7 separate regions of the Mus musculus genome follow, and regions 2, 3, 4, 5, 6 and 7 are each linked to region 1. The links are chromatin contacts, called in public HiCAR-type and promoter capture Hi-C maps. All regions are on one chromosome and are shown on one strand. The core of a region is the stretch at or near the end of the contact, and the rest is flanking DNA. Distances in the headings are between cores, read along the strand shown. Region 1 holds the start of 4930550C14Rik (RIKEN cDNA 4930550C14 gene). Region 2 holds the start of Nkapd1 (NKAP domain containing 1). Region 3 holds the start of 1110032A03Rik (RIKEN cDNA 1110032A03 gene). Region 4 holds the start of Dlat (dihydrolipoamide S-acetyltransferase (E2 component of pyruvate dehydrogenase complex)). Region 5 holds the start of 2310030G06Rik (RIKEN cDNA 2310030G06 gene). Region 6 holds the start of Pts (6-pyruvoyl-tetrahydropterin synthase). Region 7 holds the start of Il18 (interleukin 18).

Evidence for each region. Promoter capture Hi-C pulls out the DNA fragments that hold promoters and counts their contacts. HiCAR-type assays count read pairs that join an accessible place to other places.
Region 2: a HiCAR-type map of astrocytes shows a contact between it and region 1, with 3 times the contacts expected there. The contact joins the promoter of Nkapd1 here to the promoter of 4930550C14Rik in region 1. A contact is called at or near these places in 1 of 39 promoter capture datasets (pre-B cells) and 2 of 115 datasets of contacts at active chromatin or transcription factors (astrocytes and embryonic stem cells).
Region 3: a HiCAR-type map of astrocytes shows a contact between it and region 1, with 4 times the contacts expected there. The contact joins the promoter of 1110032A03Rik here to the promoter of 4930550C14Rik in region 1. A contact is called at or near these places in 3 of 39 promoter capture datasets (embryonic stem cells, hippocampal neurons and liver), 1 of 115 datasets of contacts at active chromatin or transcription factors (astrocytes) and 1 of 9 other capture datasets (pancreatic islet).
Region 4: a contact with region 1 is called in a promoter capture Hi-C map of pre-B cells. The contact joins the promoter of Dlat here to the promoter of 4930550C14Rik in region 1. A contact is called at or near these places in 2 of 39 promoter capture datasets (the C10 cell line and pre-B cells).
Region 5: a promoter capture Hi-C map of stem cell-derived epiblast-like cells shows a contact between it and region 1, with 2.6 times the contacts expected there. The contact joins the promoter of 2310030G06Rik here to the promoter of 4930550C14Rik in region 1. A contact is called at or near these places in 5 of 39 promoter capture datasets (cranial neural crest, hippocampal neurons, pre-B cells and 2 more) and 1 of 115 datasets of contacts at active chromatin or transcription factors (astrocytes).
Region 6: a contact with region 1 is called in a promoter capture Hi-C map of pre-B cells, with 3 times the contacts expected there. The contact joins the promoter of Pts here to the promoter of 4930550C14Rik in region 1.
Region 7: a contact with region 1 is called in a promoter capture Hi-C map of hippocampal neurons, with 6 times the contacts expected there. The contact joins the promoter of Il18 here to the promoter of 4930550C14Rik in region 1. A contact is called at or near these places in 2 of 39 promoter capture datasets (hippocampal neurons and liver).

The regions. Positions count from the first base shown.
Region 1 is chr9:53,404,005-53,406,704 of GRCm38.p6, forward strand. 4930550C14Rik (RIKEN cDNA 4930550C14 gene) reads left to right here and starts at 1,282. Exons shown (of 9, transcript NM_001376944.1): 1 at 1,282-1,608.
Region 2 is chr9:50,616,136-50,618,835 of GRCm38.p6, forward strand. It overlaps Nkapd1 (NKAP domain containing 1), which reads right to left and starts at 1,329. Exons shown (of 6, transcript NM_212449.2): 1 at 1,093-1,329. Pih1d2 (PIH1 domain containing 2) reads left to right here and starts at 1,186. Exons shown (of 6, transcript NM_028300.2): 1 at 1,186-1,463; 2 at 2,311-2,514. The coding sequence starts at 2,338.
Region 3 is chr9:50,766,759-50,769,458 of GRCm38.p6, forward strand. 1110032A03Rik (RIKEN cDNA 1110032A03 gene) reads right to left here and starts at 1,426. Exons shown (of 4, transcript NM_023483.4): 1 at 1,100-1,426. The coding sequence starts at 1,141. It overlaps Fdxacb1 (ferredoxin-fold anticodon binding domain containing 1), which reads left to right and starts at 1,480. Exons shown (of 5, transcript NM_198675.2): 1 at 1,480-1,697; 2 at 1,930-2,086. The coding sequence starts at 1,526.
Region 4 is chr9:50,658,377-50,661,076 of GRCm38.p6, forward strand. It overlaps Dlat (dihydrolipoamide S-acetyltransferase (E2 component of pyruvate dehydrogenase complex)), which reads right to left and starts at 1,404. Exons shown (of 14, transcript NM_145614.4): 1 at 815-1,404; 2 at 312-413. The coding sequence starts at 1,090.
Region 5 is chr9:50,745,180-50,747,879 of GRCm38.p6, forward strand. 2310030G06Rik (RIKEN cDNA 2310030G06 gene) reads right to left here and starts at 1,348. Exons shown (of 4, transcript NM_025865.3): 1 at 1,263-1,348. The coding sequence starts at 1,294. It also overlaps a transcript of Cryab not described here.
Region 6 is chr9:50,527,238-50,529,937 of GRCm38.p6, forward strand. It overlaps Pts (6-pyruvoyl-tetrahydropterin synthase), which reads right to left and starts at 1,419. Exons shown (of 6, transcript NM_011220.3): 1 at 1,320-1,419. The coding sequence starts at 1,399.
Region 7 is chr9:50,553,252-50,555,951 of GRCm38.p6, forward strand. It overlaps Il18 (interleukin 18), which reads left to right and starts at 1,449. Exons shown (of 7, transcript NM_001357221.1): 1 at 1,449-1,726. Bco2 (beta-carotene oxygenase 2) reads right to left here and starts at 1,887. Exons shown (of 12, transcript NM_133217.3): 1 at 1,770-1,887.

The DNA.
Region 1 (2,700 bases), core at 32-2,531:
CCACAGCCCACAATCCCTTGCCTAAAACACCCAGTCTGCAACGCTGGAGAGGGTCTGTGCCCTGCCCCCAATTCCCCTTGCAGTTCCAAGACAGCCAGGACTACATGGAGAAACCCTGCCTTGGAAAAAAAAAAAAAAAACCCTTATGGAAAAAAAATTTAAACAAAAACAAGAAAATTAATCCTTTTTTTTTTTTTTTTTTTTTTTTTTTTTTTTTTTTACAAAGTGAGTTCCAGGGCAGCCAAAACTACACAGAGAAACCCTGTCTCGAAAAAAAAAAAATTTACTCCTATCTGTGTGCTAACACGTGGCTGGTTCTGACTCCCAGCTTCATGCTCCCAGGAATAAGACTTAGACTCAAAATATATTTACAAATACCTTGGCCATAAAGCCAGGGTTTTCTCTGACTAGATCATAACTTACATAATCGACATAAACCCATTATTTTAACCTACATTTTGCCACATGGCTGGCTATCAATGCTCAGGCACCATGAGTCGGTCTCCTCACATCTTCCCGGGCTATTCTCCCTTGGGACTCTATCCCAGAATCCTTTCTGCCTCCTGGATGTTCCACCTCCCATTTCCTGCCTAAGCCATAGGCCACAGACTTTTTAATTGACAGGTGATGCATCCATACAACACACAAGTATTCTCTCTACGCATGGCCACAGTGTCTTGAAGGAGAACCAAAGCCCAAGGCCCTGTTTATGGAAACTGTGATAATTTTGAAGGTCTTGACATTCACTTTGTCACCGAATTTCCTACAGAGATTCCGCCCCCACCCCCCGTAAAAATGCATTTAGTATGTAAGGAAAATATTTTCCTAGAAGTTCATCTTCCTCACAAATTATGTTCCATGCAAGAACATAGAACTGGGCAGGTCTGAATACTCTTCATTTTACATTGTTACACTCTGACATTGAGGTAATGTCGGCGTGCAGGATATTCAACATTCAAGTCAATAAAGCATGCATTAAATATGCAGTGTGCTTTCGGGTTCTGTGAAGTCCTCTATTTAAAACCCGTGTCAGGCTAAGGAGCTTAAATTTAGAAATAGCGTTAGTCTGAGACCTCATGTTACTTAGGCCTTCAGCAAGGCCCGTCACATGCCCGAGATCTCTCTGAGTTCCTTTCTCAAGTCCTCTGCCTCTATGGCACTGAGACTGGAAGAGAGCGAGATTTCTACCAGAACAAACATCAAAGTGAGAATGGTCAGGGTTGGGGGCGGGGCCTAAGAAGGTTGCTAGGGAAGGAGCTATTAAGTCATTTCCGACTGACTAAGTCGTTACCAAGGAAACAGCGGAGAGCGACAGAGATTGGCAAGTCAAGGGACATGTTCCCTCCCCAGCTCCTTTCTGCTCTGGTGTCTGGTTTGATCTTGGCCTGCTGAAAGACGCTAAATACTCACGATCTTAGTATGCTACCATCCTTCTCCATGCTCTGTTCCCCAAACCCCTCTCCTGGCACAGTTGCTCTGCTGTGATGGAAAAGCTTTCCTCTACCTCACCAACCCCCACTCCAGCCTCGCCCTAACTCAGGAGCTGCAGCTTCGGGGATATTGCTAACCCACCTCTCGCATTGGGTTTCCTCCACCCTGTTAAATGCAGTATGTGGTTTTAGATTTTTCTCCCTAAAATATTTAGAGATGGAGGGAGCATTCTAAAGGGTACATGCTTAGGATTTCTGTCTTGTCCCTCAGTATCAAGATGTATAGGTAAAGAGGAATAGCAAAATCGTGAAGACACATTTGCTGAAAAAAATAAAATTTAGTAAAGAGAACGGGAATACGGGTTTGGAGTTGGAGGAAACCACAGGACAAGGGTGTCCACTTGCAGGGCTCCCTCTGAATCCCAGCACAGGGCTATTGGTTTGAGACTGGCTGGTAGTCCTCTCCTAATTGGCAGTTCGCACCTGGGTGTAGTAAAGTCCTGACTTAAGCAATGGTTTCCTTGTGCTCCTTGGGTCTTAGAATTGAAGTATTTCCCACGTGGTTTGAAGCCTCATAGCAAACGGTTCTGCTCTGAATCATAAGTTTCCTTTACCCTCTCCTGCGCCTTTCATCTCTCCTTCTCTAACAATATTTTCACGTTTTAGTGCCTCATATTTAAAAAAGACAAGCCCTCTTGAGTCCAGCCTCATCTTCTGGCTACTGTGTCCCTGCTTCCACATAACAGCCCAGAGCCTACTTTGTCAATTCCTCAACAACCTCGGTCTTTTGCTCTGCGGCTCCACTGCTGGTAATCAGCAGTTAGGTCTCTCTCTCTCATTTTTGACTGTACTCATGCACATTTACCTGACCTGCCATTTAGTACACTAGCAACATTTAGTATAGTTGAACGTGCCAAGGCTTTTTGGTCTTCTTTCTCCTTTCACGAAGTGCCTTTGTTCCTCGGGATCGTTTCTGCGTTGCTGTGCTAGTCACGACAGAATGGCAATGCACACGCTACACCTTTAATTTGCATCATTAACACATCGCCATAGATCCTTAAATCTTAAGTCAACTAGAAAAAGTCATAAATACCGATTTAAAACATTTGATAGTTTTCACAATGCAAATACTCTTAGGGCCAGTCTTATAGCCTCAGAACTTGAGAGAAGCTGGGCAAGGTTAACCCCTAGTCTCTTCCTTATCGTTATTGTTATTGCTGTTGTTTTGCGATTCTTCTGGAAGTGTCAGGCAAACACTCTTTCCCTGAGC
Region 2 (2,700 bases), core at 79-2,578, 2.8 Mb before region 1:
TATTTAGATTAATTATAATACTTAAAACTATGCAAATGTTATGTAAATGTTACGATGGAGATTAAAATAATGACCAAAGTGGGAAAGGTCTGTACGTGATCGATACAGATACAATATGATTCCCCAGACATTTTCGGTTGGCCTTTTAACCTATGGGGATCCCCGAGTTTGGACTCTACCCCAACTCCTCAAAATCAAATTCCTTAAAGCCGTAACCTGCCCCCAGGCTGCATGGACTCAGGCAACGGGTGTGTTAGTGTCCCGGCTAGAAATCAAATCTCAAAACTCCCCAAAATTCGCTTGCAAAGATATAAACACGAAGATTTGAAGGCATCAAACACCACGTATGTCAACAGTAAAAAAATAAACTGAATTGTAAAAAAGTTTTTAGATGACCTAAATATCTCTACTCAGGACATTTTGTTTCCTACACTGTACGGAACTTTCCAAAACCCAGAAGACAACGATATTCACATGTGTAGCTAGCAGGGGCTTGGTGCCACTGTCCCGATGCTCACTCACCCCTCGATCCTGAGGAAATCAGGCATCCTGTTAGTGTGAGACGAAGAACCACTCCATTACAAGATCTCCTCCGACCCAGGAAGCCAAGGAGTCAGGGCTGAAAGGCAGCTCTGCAGCTTCACCCGAGTCCTTCGTGAAAACGCAGCCTTCCCACCGGTTACTGTGCCCTCCTCACCCGAGGCCCAGGCTACGGCTGCCTTCCCCCAGCCGAGCCCGCCCGGCGGCTCGCTCTCGGGGACCCAGGCCAGAGGAGGCGCAGGCGCGGAAAGCGGCCTGCGGGCGGGCGGACCGGGGCATTCCCCGCTCTCGCTGGGCTGGGCCGGCGCCCGGCGGCTCGCTTTCACTCCCGGGACAGAATGGGGACACAGGGCTTGGGCACGGCCTTCCGTTGGGCCCCAGGAAGTATCTAGAGTGCCTCGGGGGGAGCTTGAGGTTTCCAAGGGGACGTGGGGGAAAGCGCCCCCATGTCTGTCAGCGGGCTCCCTGCCCCGCCGCAGCCCCGGCGCTCTCGGCGGCCTTCCCTCGCAACGCCCTCCCGACACAAACACACACACACACACACACCCATACCGTGCGCCGCAGCCTCGCGTGGCGGGGTGGGAGAAAAGGTGGCGGCTTCCTTCCGGGCCGGAAGTCGTGCTCCGGAGAAACGCTTCCCTCCCACCGGAGACTCCCACAGAGCGGGCTCGCCGGTCGCCGTGGAAGCTGACGGGTGCAGGAAGGAAGGCGGCGCTCTCCCGAGAGACAAGCGGGACGGCCTGCGGAGGAGCCAGTCCGGACCCGGAGAAGAGAACCGGAACTGGATATAGAGACACAGCTCTACTTTGCGCTCTCCGGACCCAGTTAGATGGTGTACCGGGACTGGTTACCATGGTAACCGGAGTCGCAGTTTGTCGGCAAACTGAGAGAAGACGTGCGCGTTTCCCCCACGTTTGGATTAAGTGTGTATTCGTTGTTGATTTAATCTAACTTTAATATATAATTTGAAGACTCTAAACCTCTTTTTAAAAATATTGGGAACTTTCTCTTTTGCAGAAGGAGGGTGATTGAAGGAGGGCGGAATCTTTGACTATTGCTCTCACATAATGTTCCAGCTTTAAATATTAGTGTTCTTAATCCTTATCTTTTTTTTAAAGATTCATTTATTTATTATATACAGTGTTCTGCATATATAGCTCTATGTCAGAAGAGGCGCCAGATCTCATTATAGAATTGTGAGCTACCATGTGGTTGCTGGGATTTGAACTCAGGACCTCTAAAAGAGCAGTCAGTGCTCCTAACCGCTGAGCCATCTCTCCAGCCCCCTCATCTTTATTTTGAGTATATACACTGCTTGCTCAAGGCAACATAGATGTCTGAAGTTTGCAAGAACGTAAGCATACTGGCTCCAGTGCGCCTACTTTTAACTACTATACTGTCTGTCTATGTATCTGTCTCCCCCGACCCCAGTCTCTCTACCCGTCTTTCTTTCACGCACACACACACACCCCTACCTCACAATTCCAGGTCTGGAAGGCACCAAGTCAGCCAATATCCAACTATTGGAACAAAAGTCCTTTCTGTTCCCTCTGTATTTATGAAGACCAGACGGAAGTACAGGTACAACGTAGGAATTTAGGAAGTGGTTCTACTCACAGACTGTAGGAAAGCCAAGATAAAGCAGTATGGGTGTGCAATCTTTTAGTTAAGACCCGCAGCACACTTGCAAAAGCCTTCCTCCTTCCCTGAAAGAAGAAACAGGGCAGTAAATACCTTACATGCCTTTTCTCAAGTCCTGTCTCTCTGCAGGTTCCAAAGGCCTGTCTCATCACCATCATGACGGTGTCCTCAAAGGGTCTTCTTACCCACATTTCCCAGTTCTGGAATATGCTCGATGATTTGGCTGAAAATGACCCCGAGCGCTACCGGAACTTCATTCAGCAGGAGTTGAAAGATGGCAAACAGCTCTGTGTCAACCCAGAACCTCAACTCTGCATACAGACCAAGATCCTAGTATGTAGAACTGATGCAAGGAAGGAGAGGTCTTCAGTAAAACTACTCTGGGTTAGCCAGGGGATACAGTAGCCTTTTCTAGCGCTACTTTAACACAAGAGAAGTTTACTAAAACTCTCTGAACAGAAAATGAAACCACATGGAAGATTTCACTGAAGGAGTAAAAATAAGAAATTCATACTTGGT
Region 3 (2,700 bases), core at 176-2,675, 2.6 Mb before region 1:
GCAGTTTAGTCTATAGGTCACTTTCTCCCATATTTCTTTGCAAATTCTTGAGCATCCTTACATTTTTTTATGGTCTTTTGAGTATTCTTTAGCTAGGTCAGCCCAGGGTGGGTTCTTGAGATGGGAATCATTCATTAGTAATGAGAAATGGAATACTTGGCCTTTTTCCGAGACAGGGTCTCTCTGTGTAGCCCTGGCTGTCCTGGAATTCACTCTGTAGACCAGGCTGGCCTTGAACTTAGAAATTTACCTGCCTCTGCCTCCCAAGTACTGGGACTAAAGGTGTGTGCCACCACAGCTGGCTATACTTGGTTATTGTGGTGGCTGGTTTTCAGTTTTTAGCTAACTACTTCCAGATAGACACGCCCATCTGATCAATGTTAGAGTGCTAGATTGTCTTTTCAAACGTGATTTTGGGAGGAAAGTTGATTTTTCTGAAGGTCACCTGATCAGGATTGTCAAGGACAAAAAGCCCTTACCAAATCAATAAAGTAGCTTCATTTTTTCTCAAATGAATTCAAAGTTTTTCATTTTACATTTTGAGACCTCCTGCTGGCTGTCATTTAGTGGCTTTCTATATTCTATAATATATTTCTATATTCTCAGAATAGGGTCTAGGCTATTAAATGGTTAAAACACTCAATTTGGTCTGGCTTCCTTTTTAACTCTACAGTGTCACCTGCTAGTCCGTCTCCCGGCCAACTGTGTTCAACCAGTCAAACATAACTTTTTTTTTTTTTTAACTATGATTTTATGAACATTGTTCCTTCTGCCTTTTTAATCCTTTTTACCTAACTAAAACGAGCTCCCCTCCCCCAACTAGCTTTCAGCTCAGGCTAACTTCAGGGAATCTATGTCTCCCTTCCCCAGCTTCGTAGGGCTTCCCCTTGTGTATGCTTCATTCATAGTATCCCGAATTCCTTCACTCACGGTGGGTACACACCCCATTCTATTCGAGTTGCCTCTTCTGCTGTGTGCATTTGTCATCTGACAGCAGGCAGGCCACTTCCAGTTCATCCATACACCTAGTTGCTCTCACAGTGCTATGGAACAAGACAGGCGTTCAATGTTACTTCTTGAAAATAGGATATATAAACACCTGGAGATATGTTGAGTGGTTGAGAGAACAGGAGACAGCCATGTCAGGAGATGGTGCAGTTACAGCGTCCTGAGCCTCTGGAATACGCAGGACTCGTCTCACCCCTCAGTTAGTGACAGTTATGCTTCAAGCAAGAATGGCGAAGACGCTCAGGGCCGTCCGTGTTGGGCCGTCCGAGTACTGAAAAGAAAACGAGCCTTTGGAGGCGCACAAAGGTGAAGGGGCAAGGCCAAGAGCTCCATTTTACTTCCCCGCTCGAAGCTCCCGAGCAGTAGCTCCAAATGTTTATCCTGGTAACAAGCTGTTGATGCGTCATCACTTAGTGCCGGGTGGAGTGGGGAGGGGAGGGAGACGAGGCCCACGCGAAGGAAGTGACGTAAGAAATGTGCGCCCCGGAGAGCGCCGGCAGGTAAGCCGGAGGAGACCATGCTTCCCCGGCGCCTCCTGTTGGTCGGGGAGGGGAATTTCTCCTTCGCCGCTTCTCTGATCGACGGCCTGGATCCCAGCGTCAGTGTTACCGCTACCGGCTTCCAGCACCGGGCGGCTCTGGAGGGAGATCCGGTAGCGCTAGAGAACCTAAAGCGCCTGCGCGAACGAGGTAGCAAGTCCCAGCCCGCCCCGAGGGCCCGCCCGGAGCGTAAGGGTGTGGCTCGCGCGGGGAACTCGAGGGCGCCTCCTGGGGGCGCTCAGGCGGATGCGCGTGTGTGCTCAGGTCTGGGCTGGGCTGCATTGTTGGCAACCCAACCATGCATTGAGTGGTGGTGTTTGTCCAGGTTTACAGATCTTAAGACGTCTTTTGGTCTCTATTTCACGCCTTTAAACCTTGCCAGGTGTCGAAGTGCGTTTTGGTGTGGACTGTACCCAGCTGTCACATGCCTTGCCAGCCGACGATAGGGATTTTGATCGAATTTATTTCAACTTCCCGCACTGTGGACGAAAAGCTGGAGTAGCTAAGAACAGGGAACTGCTTGCCAAGTTTTTCCAGAGGTGAGGCAAGACGAGTCCTGGCATAGAAAATGTTTCCAGGTTCCCATAACCAAATCACTGCACACAAACTTTGTCGTTGGGGAAATAAGTTGCTAGAATACACGAGGAAAGAAGATAAAACCCAGAGAAAACCATAATCTTGTCTTAAAGATTTACGTATAACCCTAGATGTTAAAGTATAAATTACAAGGAAAAGGCAAGTTTATTTTTCAAAAATTAGTGTGTGTATGAGTGTGGCGGTCAGAGAACAACTTACAGAAGCGGGTCCTCCTTCCATCGTGTATCCAGGAGATAGAACTTTGGCTACTAGGCTTGGTGGCAAGCACCATTACCCAAATTGTGTGTGTGTGTGTGTGTGTGTTTTTAAATATGGATATGGGTGTTTTGTCGGCATGCATGTCTGTGCAACAGTTGTGTGCCTCCTTAGAGGACATTGGTTCCCCTGGGACTAGAGTACTGATTGGTGTCGCCATCATATGGGTACTGAAAATTGAACTTTTGAACAGCTAGTGCTCTTAACTGCTGAATCTTTCAGCCCACCTCAAAAAGGTTTTAAAAAATGCAAATCGTAAGAGTCAGTATAGCTTGATGACGACAAGATTGGATTTAAGAGT
Region 4 (2,700 bases), core at 154-2,653, 2.7 Mb before region 1:
CCACTACCACAGACTTGAAAGAACGGTTTAAAAACATTTTGGGTAGAAGCTAGGCATTGCTAACATTGTAACATTGGGGGTGGGGGGGGATATCTCTGAGCATTGCAGGCCAGCCAGAGTTACACCGTGATCTCAAAAACAATTTAGCTAGCTGCTGACAACGTAGCTAACCAATCATCTCTAATAAATGGGGAGGTGGGAGGGGAGCTGCTTCTTAAAGAGAAAGAGGAAACTACCTACCAGAAGGCTAAGCTTTAGTCTATTCAGCAAAGCCACTCCCTTAGGTAAAATCTGCGTGTTTTAAGACTTACCTCTGCAATTAGATCACCCTCACTGATTTTTTCCCCTTCTTTTTTTTCCCAGCGGGCTATGGTGCCTGCCTGCATTGTAGGGGAAAGGGAAGGTAATGGAACCTGCAGAAAAAGAAGCATACATTTAAACAGGCATACTTAGCCCTCGGCGTGCTTTCATTCCACCCAAGTTCATGCAGAGTATTTACTGAGTCACATTTCAAACTGTTCACTGGAGATACAAAGGGAGATCTAGCACTCCAGAAATTCATGACTTTCAGAGGCAGGTTGATCCTCCAGTCAGTCTAGTGGATCTGAGAAAGCACGTGAGACTTCTCAGACCTTTTGCCCATAGCCGCAGGCTTAGACCTCTTTCAATAGAAAAGATGCCCACTGGGAAGGTCTTGGGCGAGGGACCGTAATAGATCTGGGAGGGAGCTGGCTGTCGGAGGCCTCTCAAGGAGGATTCCCCACGCCAAGGAGCGGGCTCTGAAGGACAACAGGCTCCAGGGTGGGTCACTCACCTTCTGATGCGGAGGGAGGCTGTAAGAGCGGCGGCTGGGCGACCCCAGGAGTTGTCGCAGCAAGCGGTTACGCGGGACAGTGCCGGAGCCGGAGCTCCAGCCGCACAAGGAGCGGACCCCATAGCGGGGGATCCCACTACCGCAACGGACCGCAGCGGGGCCAATCCGCGGGCTCCCGCATGGGGCCCCGGGGCCTTCCTTCAAGGCCGCCCACCGAGCCCTGAACCCATCCCTGGGCACAGCACTCCGCGCCCTCCGCGCACAGACGCGCCACATTACTGCCACCGACCCCCACGCCCCAAAGGCTCCGCCGTCTCCGGAGTGACCTCTCCAAGAGCAGCGCGGCTCTGCCGTCAGCCGCGCACTGCGGTCGCGCAGTGTCGTAAAAGCGGCTGCTTGGACGGGCGACCGGAACGTAGGGTTTCCGTGCCCCTCTGCGGGGGGGACGCGTCGGAGACACCCGAGAGGGACGGGAGGCTGCCGCTTAGGATCTGCGGTGACGAAGGCGCTGCGAGGCAGTGCGGGGGCGGTGCACGTTTGGGAGAAACGGGAAAGGCCCTAGGAGAGGTGTCGCAGAGGATGGGAAGTACGGACCAGGGCCGCTCTAAGGGACCCGAGAGTCGGACCGGCTGCAGCCTGAGGGCAGGGAGGCGGTGCCAAAGGGAACGACCGCCTTTGCTTTAAGAAAAAGCTGGGGAAAAGAGCCCGGGCTGACAGTAATGCAAAGCTTTAGGTCGATGGGTGCGGGCGCACCTTGGAAAGTTGGAGAAAGGAAAGGCCCTCGAGTGACGGGGGATCAGGGGGTGACCCTTGGCTGCAGAGCCCGCCCCGTGCAGGCTGTCCTAGGTCCCTAACCCACCGGAAACGGGAGCAGCAGGGTTTTCAGCCAAATGATGTGAAGGGCAGCCAAGAGAAAGGTACATTTTCACATTTCCAGTTAGTCACAGAAGACTAATTATATTTCCTCTATAAAGATACTTGTTTGTAAAAAGCAGTTTTATTACCCCCAGATTTCCACCGTATCCTCTTAAATAGCGAAAATATTTTAACACACACACATTCCTTTAATTATAGCATTACGGAGACAGAGGCAGGTGGAACCCTAGATTCCAGGACAGCCTGGTTTAATGCTGTTCATTGCCAGGCCAGCTTGGGCTACATACTGAGATTCTTTTTTTTTTTTTTTTTAAAGAAAGGTTTAAGATACAACTTTGCGAAAGTCGTTGTCGTGCTGTCCCGCAGTTCTGTGAATTCAATAGGAAAACAACAACAGAAACCTTTCTTAAACTATGGAGTAACAATGTGGGGTCAAAAGAAAAAAAATGGCAACAGTGAAAAGCTGCCGAACCCAGCCGCGCCAACCTAGGTTGTTTCTCACTACTGCTGCCTACACTGAATCCTACCGCGTCGCTGCAGCTGTGGCTGTGAGGACACCCGTGCCCTTTGTACTGCCATGCCCTCGGTGTCACACGAGGCCAGCCAACACTGCCTGAAACACCTTGGCACAGATTCCCCGTGTATGGTGTGATTCGCACTGGTTTTACTGTACAAAGTGTTCTGCTCTCACGTGAGCATAATGATTTAATTGCAGAAAGACATTTCCCACAGTTATCCCTTCTATATAAACATTATAGTAGTATAATCTTTAGGTTGAATTGTTATGAGTATTTGGATTTTAAAATTGCCGTGGCTGATTTGAATTTCATAGAAAATCAATCAGTGAATTTTGGTTTGAGATTAGGACTAAATTTTCCAGTAAATGTCTCCCTAGATTTTCCTATTCTATGTATATATATAATATATATATATATATATATATATATATATATATATATATATATATATTAAATTATGACATTATTTTCTGTGTATATGCTAACCAACTC
Region 5 (2,700 bases), core at 98-2,597, 2.7 Mb before region 1:
TAAACAAATATACACTTATAGGCAGGGTCTTATTTATTTGTCTATTTTTAGTTTTTTGAGACAGGGTCTCTCTATGTAACCTTGGCTATCCTGAAATGGCCTGCCTCTGCCTTTCAATAGCTGGGATCAAAGGCATTCACTACCATGTTTATCCAAGTTTCCTTTTATTGCTGACTTCTGTATCTGTCACTTCCTGGTACCCAGCACATGCTCAGTTGATATTTGTTTAATAACCAACTAGATTAATAAACTAGCAGGCACAGGACTGGAGTCTAGTATTGTTTTCAAATTTTAGGTGCTTTCCAATGTATCTCACTTTTCTCTCTACATGTGATGTTTACCTGTAAATAAGTATTCTTTGAACTCTGACCCAGACATGGATCATATAGCTAAGAGGCAGCTGACAGGATGAAGCCATATTTGGGAGTTTGTAGTGGTGGTGAACACCCTGGGGGGAAAGTTACAAAAACCACAAATAATCTATTATTTGGTGGGGTTTTTTGTTGTTGTTGCTGTTGTTTTTATTTTGTATTTTTTGTTCTTACTAGCTTTCGATCTCTAAAACCAACCTATGATACAAATAATAGGGACTGTATATTTTTAAAAAAATCGAGGACCCAGTGAATTGACTGGACTGCATGAGGCCACACAGCAAATAGCATGAAAGTTATATTCACAGTTCCAGTGGATTCTCTTCCTTCCCACTTCTGCAGTTTCAAACAAACATTTGTCCAAATTCAGTTGCTCAATCCATGGTCACATCTCTGATTACCTAGTGAGGAAAGTATGGGCCCTGAAGTCTAGCCTCCGCGCTTGGAATCTTGTTTTACCTGCTAAGCTACTAGCCATGTGACTGACACTACCTTCTCTGAGCCTCCGCTCCTTAACCGGCCAAGATGGGAACAACGGTAAGACCACTCACTCACAGAAGACCTGGGACAATTAACCCAGATTAGAAAGTGACTGCACATAGAGAGCACTCCAATGCTCCCGTTATTATGATCTGCGGAAGAATAAAAAAGGAGAGAGCATCGGAAGGAAGGAAAGGAGAGAAGAGAGAAACCAGGCTGGCCCACCGGTGCAGCCAACCTCTGGCCACTCTCCAGCTTGCTGTGTTTTCCAAGCGTCCTAAGGCACCGCTCTCTGCTCCACCTAGGACGTGGCAGGTGGAGGAAGGCACGGACGGTCTCCAGGCTGTCTGATTCTCAGGGTTTCATATCCACCACCGGAGGCGGTCCCCTCCACCTTTCGGCCCTACTCACCAGGTTCCCCCACAGCAGAGCCGGTTTCCCATGGCGGTTGTGTCTCCCAGGGAGCCCAGCTGGTTTTCAGACATAAAGAGGTTTGCGCATTTCCTGGTTCCCGGCTGAGCGAACGGCAACGGCTCCCAGGAAGTCTGTCAGGATCAGATTTCAACCGAGTAGGTTGGACCTTGGAAGCCACCTGGTGGAATGATTCCCAAGTGACTGTTCGCAGCCAAAGGGCAGGAAGACACACGGGCTCCAGGTGAGAGTTATCTCACCTTAGGGATTTGAAACTCCTTTTGATGAAGCTGCAAGCTTCGATTTATAAAGAAACCTGAGATACAAAAGGGCTCTGAGTTTCCATAGGAAATGTGTCTCTCTGTATCGCACGGCCTTTGAAATAGACCCTCCATAAGGGAGTCAAAGCTCGGCCACTACGTTTGCCCTACCACACTCAGGTTTGAGTTTCACTGTCAAGGTAATTGGTACTAGTTTCTGATGTCCTCAATTTGGGTTTGAATCCTAGAGGCTTTTGGAACCTGAAATGTAGGAAAATGGAATGCTCTCATATTCCCACGACTAGAATTAATAATGTGCGCATATCTCCTAACCATTTACCATCTAGATTTCCAGCACACCAAGGCATAAGTACTGAATGTATTACTTAATCCTCTTTCTGGTATAAACCAGATGGCTAACTGATTGGCACGGAGCACTCAATGTTCTCTCCCCAGTCCAGGACCATGAAATCTCTACTTACCCCTGCTTGTAGCTTCTGCTTCCAATGACCCAAAATTGGATTCACTCTTCCCTGGCCAGAAACTATGAGGCAGCTGAATGAATTCCCCTGAGACAATATGTTACCAGGTTGAGTATGGTGTATACCTCCTGGCACTCGGGAGGCAGGAGGATGAGGATCTCTGAGAGTTTGAGGCCAGCCTGGGCTACAGGAGCAAGTTTCAGGACAGCCAGGAATTCATAGAATTCATAGAGGTACCCTGTCTTAAATAAACAGAAACAAACAAGAGAGAAAGAAAGGAAAGAGAGAAGGGAGAATATGTCTCTAAGAAAATCTTTGAAACCTGCAATTCCGATCTTCAATATTTTCTTGGCATTTTGAGTATTGTCCTGGAATATTCATAGTCAGCCCTGAACTCCATGGAGTACACTGGATTCTGAATTCCTCCTCATCTTGGGAAAAACGGGCCTGAGAGTGGCCACTTCATAGGGCTGTGATAACTGAATGAGGTATGTGTGTACAAAGCTTCTGAACAGGCCAGACGCATGGGACGCCCTCAGTAAGTCTTAACCATTGTTACTACTATTGTTCTCAGTGATCAGATGGCTAAGCATTGTATTCTACTATCTCATGTTCCAATCCTGCAGGCCATTCCGTATCCTACTATTAACTACATTCCTTTCATCCTGTAACCTGCGTCCCTGTCTCAAAAGCCAG
Region 6 (2,700 bases), core at 169-2,668, 2.9 Mb before region 1:
TCAAACTCACTAGGTAACTTAGCACGACTTCCAACTTCTGACCCTCTTGCCTCCACCTCCCAAGTCCTGAGATCTATGTAAGCAGGCACTGTGTAGTCAAGCACTCTACCTACTGTGCTACATCCCGGCTCCACCTTCCAATTCAACAAGCCCTGAGTATTAGCTATGGGATAAGAGATGAAGCAAGGAGCAGTGATAAGCACGAAGACATACATATCCTCCAGCGGCTTAAAAACGTCATTCCTCCTGACAAATAATGACCTCAGGCTCTTCTTTTCACAATCTTGCCCTCCTCTGCCTCAGCAGTTGCCTAGTGGAAACCTTACCAATGTGTTCCAGGACACTCAAGTCAGGTGAAACTTTAAACTTACTACACATGGCTGTCATTCCAGACAGAAAACAATTAGCTTAATGAATCTGTATCAGTCAACTTATCTGTGCATCCTTACTAACCTTGTGTGTAAGCTTCCTATTATAAAAATCCCTTTTGAGAGGCCGGAAGGATGGCTTAGCAGTTAAGAGTGCTTACTGCTACTGCAGAAGACCAGGGTTCAGGTCCCAGCCCACCCACGTGACAGCTCAGAAGCCTGTAACTCCAGTTTCAAGGAATCCTCTTTTGGCTTCCACAGACTCTTTCGTGCAAGCTGTGCACACAGCACACAAGCACACACAAACACAACTTTTTATTTAAATTCTTTAAACTCTTTCTTATCCCCTTCACTCTCTCCTACTGCGCACTTAGAGCAGTACAGCTCACAAGACTTTTGAAGAAAATTCTCACTGTACCCAACTTGACCACACGGAGGGGTGGGGGTAGAGGGATGACAAGTGTCAGCTGTTCCCTATGACAACCCTGTTGTTAGAAAAGGCCGTTCTCTGATGATGACATGCAGATCCAAAGAGCAAACCTTCAAGTGAGTAACGAAGCTCCCTTTGAAACCAACTCTCAGGTGCGGTCTTGTTTCTCTGGGATTCAATTCCCGACTGTGTTGCTCCTTTGGAAAGTATCAAGGCTGGTTTTACTTTTTTGGTAAAAGGGGGATGAAAACTACCTTGGGTTGCACCCGGTAGCCCATGCTCCTGTCATTGTACCTCTGGATGTGGGCAACCTCTGGAGGGAAACTCTCCAGAGTGGATCCTCCGGGATCGGAGCTATACCGCCCTCTCCCGGGTGAGTGCCGGTAGTGCAGCTCCGCACCTTCACCATTTCCTCTTCGGCCCGCCCCAGCTCGGCTCTAACCCACGCGCGTGGCCACGCCCCCCAGGGACATAGCGGGACAAGACCCGCGCGTGCGGTGACACACGTGGGCACACCCCACCTGTGCAGCCGGTGGCTCGCGCTGAAGGACACGAGGCGCGACAGTCGCGCGCGGCGACGAAGGTCACCCGCCGCGCTCATGGTCTTCGGACCGAAGACTCACAAGCTAGCGGTTCCGGCTTCCGGGACCGAGGCCAGTCCCGCCCCCGCGGCTGCGCAGTGCAAACTCGGCCCTCCCTGCCGAAAGCACTCCTGGGAGTGGTTTCGACTCGCGGCACCCTTCGGCCGACTTGGAGGCAAACACTAGCGCCCCCTGCTGTTCAGTCTTCGCTAGGCAGTCAGAAATACCTGGGGCCAGTGGGTGGGTGAGAAGCCAGAGGCCTGGATTTTTAAATTGCCAGGTTAGTTTGTGTCTTCTTCTTTCGCTTCATTTTTGACAGTCCTGGGTTTGACAAATCCAATGTCTGGGTGCCCTTATCAGATGTTCTCCAGCCCGGTACCACATTGAAAGTGTCCTTAACCAAAAAGAAACCCCAGCTAAGGATGGCAATGCACTGTCATTAGAGTTACCCTGCAGGCTGAAGCTGGGGCATTGATTTTAGGAGTCCCGATCTGTTCTAGGCAACATAGTAAAACACTAGCTTAAGTGGAAAATAAAGGAAAATTTTGACATCTCAATATCCAAGTGAGAGAATGTCATACAAAGAGACTTCCTCAAACCAGAGACAGCCAGAAAACAGATTCACCGTTCAGAGCCCTCAGAAGGAATACGCTGTTCCTGGTTTTAGATTCCTGGCTTTCAGAGTTTTTGAAATGGAAAGGTATTCCAGTGTAATCCCAACCGCTCTTGTGCAACATTTGCTGGTTCTGTGTTTAGATATTTGTCTCAGAAGGTTAGCTTCTATTAAATGTTGTCAGTCAGAGATGGCATATATCAGTGATCCCAGCACTGAGGCTGAAGCAGGAGGGTGACAAGCTCAAGGTCCGTCTCAAAAGGATAAAATCCTATACATAATTCAAATGGACACCTTTGGCAAGGCAGCCCCCACATCACCCATCCATTAATTAAATTTTAAAAACTAAATTAAAAAAAATGTTTACCCAAGTATCTTTGGCTGTCCTGGAACTTGGTCTGTAGACCAGACTGGCTTGGAACTCACCTGCCTCTGCCCCTCTGCCTCACAAATGCTCGGATTAAGGGCCTGCATTACCACCACAGTTAAGACCTTAATCCCAGATGCTTTAAGTATTAGACACATGTACTTCAGAACAACAAAATGGTCCCTGTTATCTGAAAATTCAGTTTAATGGGGGCAGTCCAACAAATAATATGTCAAGTGAAAAATTACCATTTCTGTGTCAGAGAGTAAAAGAAAGCTTCCAAGAGCAAATTAGTCTGAGATGGGTTTTAAGGAGTCCAACAGATGGGTAAATAGAAAATC
Region 7 (2,700 bases), core at 199-2,698, 2.9 Mb before region 1:
ACCTCAAGTTTTATCGAAAATAAAATAAGGGTTAAGAGAGGTTAATGACTCCTACTCAGACCTCCCATCATAATGAAATGCAATGATACTTAGCAAATGTTAATCTCCTCTACTGACCTCTTATCACCAAGGAAATGTCAAAGTATAACCTTGGACCTTTACCCTTTAATTTCAACGTTGGCCCTTAGTAATCTCATCTTGATTCGTAAGTTCTCCAGTTATGTCTTCGACCCGACTCTCAACTCTTTATCTCCTCTTCTGAATCAGCTCTTCCACCAGCAAACATCTCGCTTCAGTCTCTCTGTGGGCACTGAATTCATTTTGCTCACTCTCCTTACAGCACAGTTCTTCTGACCCCAGTGGCACAGGCCAGTAGGGGAAATTTGAAAAAAAGATGACTCTGTGGCTTACATATAAATTCCCCAGGCTCAAAATTCTGCACGGGTAACTCTGTCTTCATCAGTCTCTCTCCTGGGACTACAGATTTTTTCCTATCCGAAGCCCATCTTCCTCAGCCCTGGTACCTCAACTTCTCCTTCCTATGTGTCACTTCCTGCTGCCTAACTCAGGCCCTTGACTCTTTCTTGGCAGCCTCTCAGTTGAAGTCTGGAAAGAGAAACTTAGTGAGATGAGTTCCTGGAGCCACTGGACCATCTTAAGGGTTAGAGACCTCAGACAATTGCCTCCAGCTCTCATCAGGTCTAGAGATTCTAATTTATCTGGATGAGCGGGGAAGATGCTTTTCCACCAGTGCAATAATGTGAATATTAAATCTCCTACATGTAAATCTGGCTGCATCATTCATTCCTCCATGTGAATTCCATCCATTCAATCACAAATCACTTGTAATTGTTGAAACTACCTGAGCAGGCGAGGCACTTAAAGACCTCGTATGGCCCTCAGCCCACCCTAGCTGTTCACTCCAGCCTAGCTGGATTGCTCCCTAGTCTCATGACCATTCTATTCTCTTCACTTAGGATATTTCTCATCTCCTTCAGATGAAACTTGCATATGCAACTCAACCTTCAAGTTCCAATTTCTGGGTCACCTGCTTCTTAAGCACCGAATTCCCATTTCCTCGCTACAACTTCGGAGAGCTTTCTGGTGGCCCTTATCTTGCTGTCCTGTGTGATAAAAGGCCAGTGCACTTTACAACCTCTCCTGGCAGTATTCTTTGAATACAAAGTCTAGCTATACCTCCCCACTCCTAGCACCTAGCATGCTGCCTTACATACAATACAGCATACTATATAAGTTACTATGGTTAAATAACTTTATAATTAACTGTGCATATTGTTGCCATTTCTGGCAGTTCTATAATTAACCAATCACTGAAAATAAATCCTTGAAGTAGTAACTATAATAGAAAGCTACAGAACAAAAACCACAGGGTTTGAGACAGTTCCCCAGAATGCAAATAGGAGAACCAAACATTTGCATCCGAATACAAAGCAGTGGTTTTCAGCTGGGAAAACTCAGGATAGAGAAAAACCCTTTGAGGCATCCAGGACAAATCAGATCTCTGGGCTGAATCCTGCCCCAGTGCGTCACATTAGCTGACTGAACACTGGCTGTTCCCACAACGATGAGTACACCAATCCTGTGGTTGGTAAAACAAGCTTGCTTTCACTTCTCCCCTGTGGTGTGCTGCCTGCATCACACAAAGAGGCTTTGGAAGCCTGCTATAATCCTCAGGCCCCGGGCGCAGCAGTCCAACTGCAGACTGGTAAGTGGCCCAGGAAAGGAACGGGTAGAGGGGAGTCCCCTACCTGGGCGATGGTACACTGCCACAGGAAGAACCCTGCGGTGTCAAGAAGGCTGCTGAGGAAACGCAGAAACAGTTGAGAAATAGTATTTAACTCAGTTCTTAACTCAGGTCTTGAGATTTCTGAATCTGCAGCCACTGGCCTGATTAAGTAAATAATGAGCCTGGGTTGTCCCTGGCTCTGAGATCAAATGGGACTGGAGGGGAGGGAAAAGGAGAGGCGGGGCTCAAAACACTAACTTAGTCTCAGTTCTATGGCAAGTGTCCTAACCAACTCTAACCTTTGACATTAAAATTGGACCAATAATAGCCTCCCTCCTTAACCATTCCTTATTGGAATTTGCCCCCACCTGCCGCTAAGTCCATGGAACCAGATTCAGGGGTTCATTGTACAACTTCTCTCCTCTGAAATGATTCAGACAGAATGAAGTTTCAATTTAGACTGGCAGGCAATAGCTCACCCTTTTCCCTTTCCTCTCATCCCTTTTCTTTTACATTCATTAGGTGTTTGGGGTGGGAGGGGCGTTGTTTTTGGTTTAGTTTGCGTTGAGCTGGGTTTTCAAGACAGGGTCTTTCTGTATAGTCCTGGCTGTCTAGGAGCTCACTCTGTAGACCAGGCTGATCTCGAACTCACAGAGATCCACATGCCTCTGCCTCCTGAGTGCTGAAATTAAAGGTGATATTCATTAGTTTTATGAAAAGCATTCTCTCACAATAAAGCACAGACAGGAGACCATAAATACATATCACAGTACATAATTTTATTATTTTAACAAGTATCTTTGAGAACCTAAATAACAAACACTGCTTGGAAGCAAAAATAACAAAAAATGAGATTCAGCACCCCATTATTTTGTTATTGTTTTTTCTTTTCTTTTAATTCTAGCAATCTATGCAGAGCAGCTGGAATTCTCTGAGAGCTTAAGGACAGCCTG